2 separate regions of the Oryzias latipes genome follow, and region 2 is linked to region 1. Evidence: chromatin contacts called from public Hi-C data. All regions are on one chromosome and are shown on one strand. The core of a region is the stretch at or near the end of the contact, and the rest is flanking DNA. Distances in the headings are between cores, read along the strand shown. Region 1 holds the start of timm21 (mitochondrial import inner membrane translocase subunit Tim21). Region 2 holds the start of rttn (rotatin).

Region 1 (5,156 bases), core at 1,395-3,894:
TAAATGTGTTTTATTTCTTTTTTGTAATAATTTGAATTGCATTCATCATGTACACGCCTGTACGTGTGTCTTTAGTGTCACAAAAACACGCATCATCCACTGTTTCCTCTGATCCATGTGCAGTCATCTCTGTGGTTACTAAATAAACTGTTGGGTTTTTTTCTGTTTCTGCACACATCGCTTTAACTTTGTGTCTGTCACTGCTGGACAGTTCACCTCTCACAGAAATAAATCCAGAAGGAAACCTGTGCAGAGCTGCACATGCACTTATCGATTTTTTTCTGTCTGTTTCTTCCCTCTCAAACACACACAAACGCGCACACGCAAAGTCGCAAACTCATCTACCAGCTCAGAGACGGAGGCGGAGACGTCACTAATTAAGTAAGTCCAGGTCAATTCAGTCAGAAGCAGCTGGGGCAGCGGTGGACAAAGATGCAGGACAAGGAGAAGGCCTGCACTAACGATGCTGTTCTTTTTCTGCAGATGCACCATTCCTCTGCATCCGGACACATTTCACAGCGACGTATCGGTTTCCCTCCCACACTCCTCTTTAAAGGACTTTTTTCCGTAGTAACTTGTAGATTGCAGAGATGAGGGAAAACAATTAGCAGAAAGTTTGCATTTGCTTTGGATGGAAGATATGGATTTTTCTAGAGTGGAAGAACCTTGAAGTATCATTTGAAATAGACAACTTTCAGAAAATTTAACTTTTTTGGGGGAGAACACAGTACCTTTAATGTAAATTTGTTTGAAGAGACTTAAAAAAATCTTTACAGGTTTGAAAACTGTTTTTAAGTATCTGTCAAAATACAAAAGCTTTTATTTTTTTATGTTGACGTGATGTCTTCACGATAGAAACTTGTGTTGTTTTATATAAACTGGTCATTAGAAAAGTTAAAGGTAATGTTACAGCTTTTAATTATTGGATCAACTAATTTTTAGTTTATTATTTATTTTTTTTGCATTTTACTAACAGTTTATTCTGAATGTTTGTGATGCAGAGGATTTTTTAAAACTCAGTTTGGACATTTATTTGATAACATATTGGGAAAATGCTGGACTGAATCTTTTAAATAAACTAATATTTACCGCTTTTATTGTGTGGCAACGTTTTTCTCTTATTTGAGTTTCAAATGCGACAACATGGGGCCACTCTTCAGCATTTCCACAAACCCGTCCCGAGTCTGGGTAAAGGCAGAGGGTTGAGTCCAAGACGCCATCCGCTGTAAAACTGAAGCCAAACGACGTGGGAGGATTTTGTGGTGATCCCCAACAAGAGTAGCCAGAAAATTAAAACAAAATCTGTGTTTGTTATTTATTTATTCTTGCTTTATTATAGATTATATTACAAATTGACCAGTTTTGTATTTGACCAATCCCCTGAGGAAGAAGGAAGCTGGTGTGACAATGGAAATATTTTGTTCAGTGGCAGTTCTACACTGACTTACAACCCCCCCCACACCCACATTGACCACATCGTTTTGTGTTCCCTATTTTTAATTAACACAAAAATCAACACAAATGTAAGAATTTTATATACTCGTATTACAAGGGTGTCAAACTCAATTGCACAGGGGTCCAGGTTGTGGGCCGAACAGGATAAACATTTAGTGAACACATTAAAGATACGTTTTCAAACATTTTAAACTTATTTTGAACAAAAATTTGAATAAAAACAGACAGGAATATTGTTTCGGAATAAATCAACTTCAAGCAGCCCCAAAAATGTAATTGATAATCACAAAGACACTAAATAACATTGTTATAAAATCTCAATCATGTGGATTTGCTTTCAGGAAAGTGCAACTTTAATTGAAATAGGAAAGAAAATATATGCATTTATCAGATGTTTCTGAAATTTGTGGGAGTGCTGACTCAAACAGCCATTCAGCAAATACATATTCATGTCTGCTGTGCATTTAAGTCCTTAGCCAGTAATGCTGTAGTGAGCAGTAATTTGTTTTCCTTTCATTTTTTATCAACATGAAAGGATCCTTTTAAAATAAATTATACCTGTAATTAAAAAAAAAACTTGTATTAATTAAGGGTCTATTTAAAGTATTTACATAATCCTAAGTACCAAGTCAATAAGTTTGAAACCTTAAGTGAATTATTTTTATGTTGAAAAAACTCTGCTTCTAATTAAGTATGTCTAAATTGTTGCATGTTTTGTTTTTTTGGATTTATAACTTTGTTTTGTCTCAACACGTTTTACCTTTGTTATAAAACATAAAAACTGTTTGATCTCAATTTTTTAATCATTGTTTTAGCAGAAAAAAGACCACATTTTTTCTGCTAAAAAATGTGGTCTTTTTTCAAGAATTCTTGAATCTTGAATCTTTAGCAGAAAAAAGACCACATTTATCACTCAGAATTGACTTTTTTGGACAGTTTCAACTTCATTGTGGAGTTATTGTGCAGTATAATGAAAACAAAATCAGTAAAACGAAGTGTGGGTTTTTAAAAAGAGGATGGAAATCAAGCATTGCCGCAAAAACCGATTTGAAGATAAATCAATAAAGCGAAATACGACGTAAGGTCAAAAAAGCCCCAGACCACAAATAAGGCTGCAGTTTGACATCCGGGACAGAAGGGGGCAGTAGCCATCTTTAGAAAATCCTCGACGTCTGATCGACCCAGCAGGTCAGTGAATCAGAGGTCTGAATGGCGGTTTCCAGCATTGCAATTCCATGTTACCATGAAAGACCGCTGTTATTTGATTCTTATTTTCAGTAGATGAGCTGCTGTTTTCTTTTCTTTTTTTCAGATATTGTCCGTCGGATAAAATAATGTCTTTCACGCACATTTTAAAAGCCGTGCAACAAAGTGTGCGGAGCTCCGGGAAAACATTTCTCCCCGTGCAGCAGGCTGGCGTGCTGTTGTTCACACGCAGAGCAGGAGCGGTCATCCCCGGCCTGTCCGTCCGTGGGTCAGAGGCTCCTGTGTCCGCCCTGAGCTGTCTCTGTCAAACACGAAGACGCTTTTCTGTTCACGTTATCCTCAGAAACAAGGAGGAGAAGCACAGGTCTGTTTCTGCCTACCAGAGTCCTAAAGTGTCCTCTGCTCAGAAAGGTATGCCCATTTCAGATTTGTGCAACTAAACGCATATTTACTGTCTTGTCTCTTTAAATGGGGTTTAAAGCTACTATTTTATTTAGAAAAAACTAAAAATCTTGTTTTAGGACCGCCCATTTTGTTTTCTTACAACCAAAGCTGCTTTCAAAGTTTCTTGGCAAGTAATAACTCCTACTCCCTTTCCTGTGGTGTTCCTCAGGTTTCTGTTCTGGGCCCTCTTTAGTCTATACCTCATTCACTCACTTTATGTACTTCATCTTTTTCATGTGATTTATTGATACCTAAAGATTCTTAATGACCTGAAACTGTGTTGGTAAGGTATAAATATCCGCTTAGAAGTTATGAACCGGATACTTCATGTAAAGAAAATGTTAAGTTTGATAAGTTTGCTTCCTTCCACTCCCTTTCAAGCCATCTTTAATTAAATGACTAAATATTCTATGTTTGATACATCTTAGTTTGTATGGATGTTGATTGTGTAGTTTTCAGCATTGTTTTTGCTTTGGTTGCTTGAAATAAGCAATGCCAAATCCAATTGAACAAGGTTTATTGAAAAAAGAAAAGAAAATCCAAATTAATCTTGAAGATAAATTCTGCATTAATTCATCAAATCAATGGATATATTTCATTTTGCATTTATTCCAGCATTGGAATATATATATTCCAGACCAAGAATTTGCTCCTTTATTCTATTTTTATGTCATTATTTTTAAAGTAATGAAGTAATTACTAACTCTGGTAACGTTAGGTTGGGGGTGTGAGGGGGAGCGGGTAATAGGTTGGTGATGGGAAGTGGAGCAGGCTTGCTCCACGCCAACAGCACAGTGGTCAATTTCTATTGAACTACTGCTGCTCTGCAGAAACTAACTAACTAAAGATCTTTAGGACTTGTCATCATAATACCTCGGGGCATACTAGAGGGCCAGACCTAACGTTATGTTGATGAGTTCCTCCTCCTCTTGTCATCTCTTATAGCCGCAGTCTAATAGAGCTACCCGTCTGCACAGACACACAGTTTCCTTTTATATCAAACCTGGAATATTTTCACTCTGGGTTAAATTTTGCTTATAAATCTAAACTCTTCCACTATGCATTGGCCACTCAAGAGCCTCTGCTCTGTTTGTCTTTCAGTCAAAGATGCTGGGAGAGACTTCACCTACCTGATCGTGGTCCTCATCGGGCTTGGAGTAACAGGTGAATTGAACTGCACGAGTCCAAGGAATGGCTACACAACAATCCCACATTGCTTGTTTATATATTTATTTATTTGGTCCCAGAACACACAACCTAAATAATCAGCTGCAGTTTTCTGCTGTGTTGGTCAGGGGGGCTGTTATATGTGGTGTTCCAAGAGCTGTTTTCCTCTACCAGCCCAAATAAAGTCTACAGCAGAGCCTTTGACAAAGTCAGGTCGCACCCAGAGGTAAAAATCAAGCCAGACGGCGTCTCCTATCAATATTTTTTTACTGTTGAAATGGCTAGAAATCATTGTTTTTCCAAAATAAAAGTAAGAAATACATAATCAATTGCAGGTTATTGGGGCATTTGGAGAACCAATTAAATGTTACGGTGAGACCACCCGCCGAGGGAGAAGGCAGCAAGTCAGGTGTGTTGACACTTTATCTTATCTTATTGAACTTTTTCTTACTTGCAAAATGTTGCTTTAGCATTCATTGATTCATGGTATAGAATACAGTAAATCTGATCAAACTTGGCATAACAAGCAGCTGCCTTTAGTTTTAGAGGAAATGCTTTTGCAGGATTTGAAGGACTTCCTTTCAGAATCACAACCTGTGAACATCAGCTATAAATCATATTTTCAGCAGCATTGAATTTCCTTCAACGTTTATGCAAAACTTGTCATGAAGGAGAATTTAGTTTCAGACCCCACAGCTATGAAACATAAAAGTTTTTATTGTCTTTTGAAGAGCTAACGTGGTATTCGTGCTGATTTATTGTAAGCATCTGAGAATCTGGAGCTCTGGAAGAATGGAGTTACAAAATGTTAAGGTTATTACATATATATGTTATTGTTGGAGTTTTTTTATTCCTTATTCTCATATTTCCACTTCAGTCACGTG
Region 2 (5,156 bases), core at 1,513-4,012, 360 kb before region 1:
GGTGTTTTTTTTAAACATATTCTTGAAGCATTTTTTTCTGATAATGGAGGACATATATTACAAAAATTACATTTCTGAGTATTTTTTCTTTACTCAAATCTTTACTAATCAGTAAAAGAAAAAAAGGCTTCTGAAAAAACTTTGTTGTTGTGATGTAGAAGCTACCGTCGGCAGGCCACAAGCTCCCTGCTCCACTCTATTCCTATGCATCCACTTGTAGAGGACTACATCCATGTCCGTCTTTGTTTTCCTAATCCAAGTTGGCATCTGGTTCAAACTCTACAGCTGAAAGCTGTAGAGTTTGAACCTCGCCATTTTCGTTGCACCACTAATGTCAGGCAAGCTAGTGGCAGACCATATAAACAGATGGATGATGGGAAGGGGGGTGGGCTTACTCTGCACAAACAGTCCCGCCCACAACTCATCAAAGTGAATTTCTAATGAGCTACTGCCGCTCTGCAGAAACTACTTCCTAGAAATTGATTCTAATTTAGGCTAAAATGGCACAATCATAATTTAAAGATCACTGGGACTGCTTTGAAAATAGATCAAAAGATGATCAGAGTGGGGCTTTCAGAGCTGTAGACATTGGTTATTTAAATTCCTCTAAACAAAAGCAATAAAAGTGGAGTAGAGAAAATGTTTTGTGAAAGAATTTCAACATCAGAAAAAGCTGCAGCATGATTGGTCTCACGGCTGTCTGTTCAGGTAATGCAAACCTTTACAGAGCAACCCTCTTCACAATCTGGGACATTCATAAATGAATGTTTTCATCAAGGACAGTTTTTGACAACAACTAAATTAGAGTAAACCTTCAATAAATCCATTAGAAGTTGATTTTCCAAGCTGCTAAAAATGGGGTTTACTGCTTTGAGGTGAAGTTATAAAAATAAAAACATTAGGCAGCCAAAGGTCTTTTCTTTCTTTCTTAAAACTGCTTTATGTCAACACAAAATGCAGTTTATAGATTTTTCTTTGGTATTAATCAAAGACAAATTCAAAGTAGGACATTTTTACAATTTCCCATTACAACTACAATCATTTAAATGAAATAGTAATGCAATAATACCTTCACAATTCCAGGTCTTTGAAGGAAAATCTCTGCAGGAAAGTCCTGCATAATAACATCACACAGAAGTTCACATGTGGTTCGCACCAAGTTAGGATTAGTGCTCCCCAGAGAGCTGTGGAAAAAGAATGGAAGCAGTTAAGATCACGTGAAGATTTCGCCTAAAAGCCTCCAAAAACAAATGGTTTTTTTTTTATAGAGTATTGCACAATAAAATCCCTTTTGTCAAAGACTAACTTTGCCATTATGCTTAACTATTCTTTACAAATTAATACTTTTTTCATATTTTTTGAAAGGATAAAGTTGTAGTTTGACAAAAGTTTATTATAAATGAGAGAAAAAAAGAGAAAAACGGTGCGTTTTCACACCTCTCGTTAGACGAAAGTATGTGCCTGTCTGTGTTTGTCAGTGCCAGCCAAGGAAACACCGAGAACTTCAGACATCTCACTGATTCATTTACTGCACAAAAGAAAGAAAGAGAATATAAAGCGCGAGTTCCCGTGTAGAAAAGCTTCACCTTCAATTAAAGTGAAAACAACCGTCACCTGCTATCTTCTTGGGTGGCACTTCTATGTTGCTGGGCTTGCCTTTGTGAAAATAACCTGTTGTGGGTATGTTTTCATCTGCTGAGACAACTGTTCATCAAACAGAGGGAAGAACAGCTATGGAAATCTTACTTATATACTACATATGATATGATGCTGGAGTGTAGAACAATAGGAGGACACCCTGCTTATCTGCAAGAATGTGAAATGACAGATTCTCAACAGAGAAAAATGTTGGGTTTAACTTGCAGCACCTGTTGGAGTTGTACAGTGAGCTCCATGTGAGTAGACAGCTGAATGACTGGGGAGCAGCTCAGGAAGCTGAAACAGCTGGTCCAGGGTTCCATCGATGACAGTTCGCAGTCTGGGCTCCAGATTAGGAGATAGCGAAGTGAGAAAGTCTACCGCCCCAACGTCTCTCAGCATCTGGGCTGCACTGGGATGCTTTGAAGATAAATAAATACTCATAAAATGCAAAGTAAAGGTGTAAAAACAGAGTGTGTACAGATTTATAGATAATTTCAAACAAAAATAAAAGTAATGTACTCGTATTTACCCTTGATAAAGTTAAAAGCAGCCCAAGCACTTCTTCCTTCATTGGCACCTCTGGAAAGTTGAACCACTCCAGAAGATACACAAACAGCATCTTTTCTTGGACGATGTCATTTACAGAAATCAAAGAATGGTCCAGTTTACACAGGATGTTCTTCAGAGCTCTAACTCTTATTTCTACCAGTGAGTGACCTGGGATTAACAAAAAATAAAACACACATCATTGAACTCATTTGAAACTTTTCAGTAAAGTTAGCGAATAATAACCCACAACAAATACAAAATTCGTAAATATTATTAGCTTTGGTGATTTATTCTTACTTATCTTATAAATAAACGACGGGAACCGACAAATATTTGACTTAGCTAATGCTGGCTAGCATGTGAAGTATTTTGCAAGTTTTAACAGTCAGCTTCGTATCACTAAGCTAGGCGGAGAGCTTACCAATTTTTTTAATCAGGGAAGATAACTCCATGGCCACTGCAGTCCTAAATAACAAGCTCGTGCACAAAACCCAAAGATAGAACCTCTGCTTATTTAACTACAAAGTGCTCAGGCGTCATGTCAACAGCGGCAGCCCGGGTTTGTTTTCAACAGTCCCGCCTACGTCATTCCACTTCCTGTGGAAGTCAGACCAGGGTGCGTTCAAGAAACAAAATTGTGTGGGATATCTAAAACACTCAGGACTCAATGAATAACCTACACTAATTATTATTTTTTGTTATTATTTTGTTTTATGTTTTAAATAAATAAACTCTTAAATTAAATATCTTATTTTAATGACAAAAAGCTCAATTATTTATCCAATATCTAATAAAATCAGTTTTAAAACAACACTTTAATAGTTGCTTATTTTTTCTTTGTTTTGTGTTGCTTTGTTTCTTTTACAGCAGTAAAGATAGTACAAAGTCAACATTTACCAATGTATTACATTTTTTTTAAACTATGTTTAAGCATCTTAGTCTATGGAGTTTGTTCCTGAAGTACTCAGAGTGTTTCCTCTTTAAAAAAAACAAAACATGTTTATTCTTCTTTTTTTGTTTGTTTCATTTTGGTTACAGGTTTTGCTCTTGACTTAAAGTACCACAGCAATCTGAAACATGTTTTGTTTTTGAGTGCAGATCACCTCTGATTTCCAAAAAATCTAGAACACAACAGCCATCCACTTTATCTGAGCACTTCTTCAGGAGAGTGGGAAAGACAAAGTGTCATCTTGTCCTTGTGTGTAGCCTACATAGCCTATGTTTTGCTTTCGTTAGAATTTGCTAATTCCTTTCACAAGTTTTCAGAAGGGTTTAAGGATTTCTAATCTATAGCATCAAAAACAACCAATGTTGTTTGCAAAATATACTTTGAGAGATTCTTCAAAACCATGTCTTTCTTTTTCACAGAGCAGTGAACCTCTCTTTCTAATGATGCTCTGCATGTGGGTTGCTTTTTCTATAAGACTCAATCTTATTACTGACATGTTGCGTTAACCTAAAGCGCTCCCCTGAAGTGTTTTTAATATCACCTGACGATTAAAATCTGGGATTGTTCCTCTAAATCATTTATAGTCCAACATTAACATATATACAGACCATTTTAACCCAATAATCATTACAAATCCACTACTAAATGAGATTGTCCTGTGTTGCACCGTTGTTTTAAAAAATTTGAATTTGTACAATTAATTCAAGCAGGACTTGTGTTCTGTCTTTCCTTCACACGGAATGGAAAAAACAAAGGACTTTGGCCATCAATGACTTCATTTGAAAAGAGGGATTTTGCATTGGTTTTTGCATTTAACAAAGCACCTCAAAAGACATAAATGTAAGGAATATGATCTCTCCTACTGATTCTTTCCAATGCATAATTTTACATCAACTAAATGCTAATGTGAATTTTCTTTTCTGGGACATCCTAAAAAGGAAGAAAACATGTAAAAGCAATGGATTTTCAATGCAGCATGAACAGTGAATCAGAGTATGCCATGCAAACTTGAACTGCCATGTCTTTTAGCAGTGGGCATCGCCATCAACCAAATGGGATATTCCTTCCTTTGAAACATAAAAAATAAAAATAAATATTGATCGAGCAAACAAAACGGAATAAATATTACTTATCGTGACCTGCCTCAGGTGTTTTCACACATCTCTGTGTTTTTGGATCAGCGAGCTGAAAGCAGCCACATAATCCTGTCATGTTATAAATCTTTGCAAACAAAATTAAAATCTGAATCAAAGTTCATATGCACAACCTTTTAACTTAAGTACATCCAATTACATCATCATTTGAATGTGTCCATTGAATGGTAATTATTTGAGAGCTCTCACTTTGACGTGAAAAATATAGTAGGGTGATAATTGACAAAGTATGAAAAAGATAATTTGATATCATTATAATGCAATCATGCTGCTTTTAATTCCATTGGGAGTTAGACTCAAATAGGATTTGGGTTCATATTTACTCATCAGTTCTTCAAGAATTTAAATGGATGGACAGATTATGGTCATTTCATCTTTTTTTAATCCCGTCTAAGAGTTAGTAAAATTTTTCAGGATTTCAAAGTATTTCTTTCTTAGAGTCTTTAGAAATGGCTGAATGCAGACCAAGTATACGTGTTATCTATTACAGAAATCTATTTCCATAATAAGATAGATAATCAAAATGATAAATGTTATTTTCCCTATTTTTGCAGATCTGTTTCATCTAATTTGGCAGAATGTCTTCATACATTATTGCACACCATTTGAAAAACACATTTGTTTTATTTAAACAGAATCTAGAAATCCAAAGTAAACACGTGTATTGGAATAGAATTTGTCTGTGCTGCATGAGGCTTGATGATGAACCTGCCCAAGGGTTCACTTATGTGCTCAGGAAAAGAAAACAAGTGCAGTAGCTTCCCACAAGTTTTAGAATAAAAGTGTAGAGGGCTTTTTTGATTTGTCTTGTCATTTTGCAGATGTAGACATTCTGAGTTCTCACATCCAGAAAACATCCCCCA

The links. Hi-C and Micro-C count contacts between places; a contact is called where the count stands out from the background.
Region 2: a contact with region 1 is called in a Hi-C map of embryo, with 2.7 times the contacts expected there. The contact joins the promoter of rttn here to the promoter of timm21 in region 1. A contact is called at or near these places in 3 of 5 Hi-C or Micro-C datasets (embryo and fibroblasts).

The regions. Positions count from the first base shown.
Region 1 is chr20:15,518,570-15,523,725 of ASM223467v1, reverse strand. It overlaps timm21 (mitochondrial import inner membrane translocase subunit Tim21), which reads left to right and starts at 2,644. Exons shown (of 7, transcript XM_023949957.1): 1 at 2,644-2,658; 2 at 2,768-3,072; 3 at 4,207-4,269; 4 at 4,401-4,498; 5 at 4,608-4,681; 6 at 5,150-5,156. The coding sequence starts at 2,790. neto1 (neuropilin and tolloid-like protein 1) reads left to right here. Exons shown (of 14, transcript XM_023949953.1): 13 at 1-381; 14 at 484-1,097.
Region 2 is chr20:15,876,274-15,881,429 of ASM223467v1, reverse strand. rttn (rotatin) reads right to left here and starts at 2,762. Exons shown (of 49, transcript XM_011488870.3): 1 at 2,612-2,762; 2 at 2,171-2,358; 3 at 1,869-2,058; 4 at 1,615-1,692; 5 at 1,438-1,528; 6 at 1,070-1,184. The coding sequence starts at 2,642.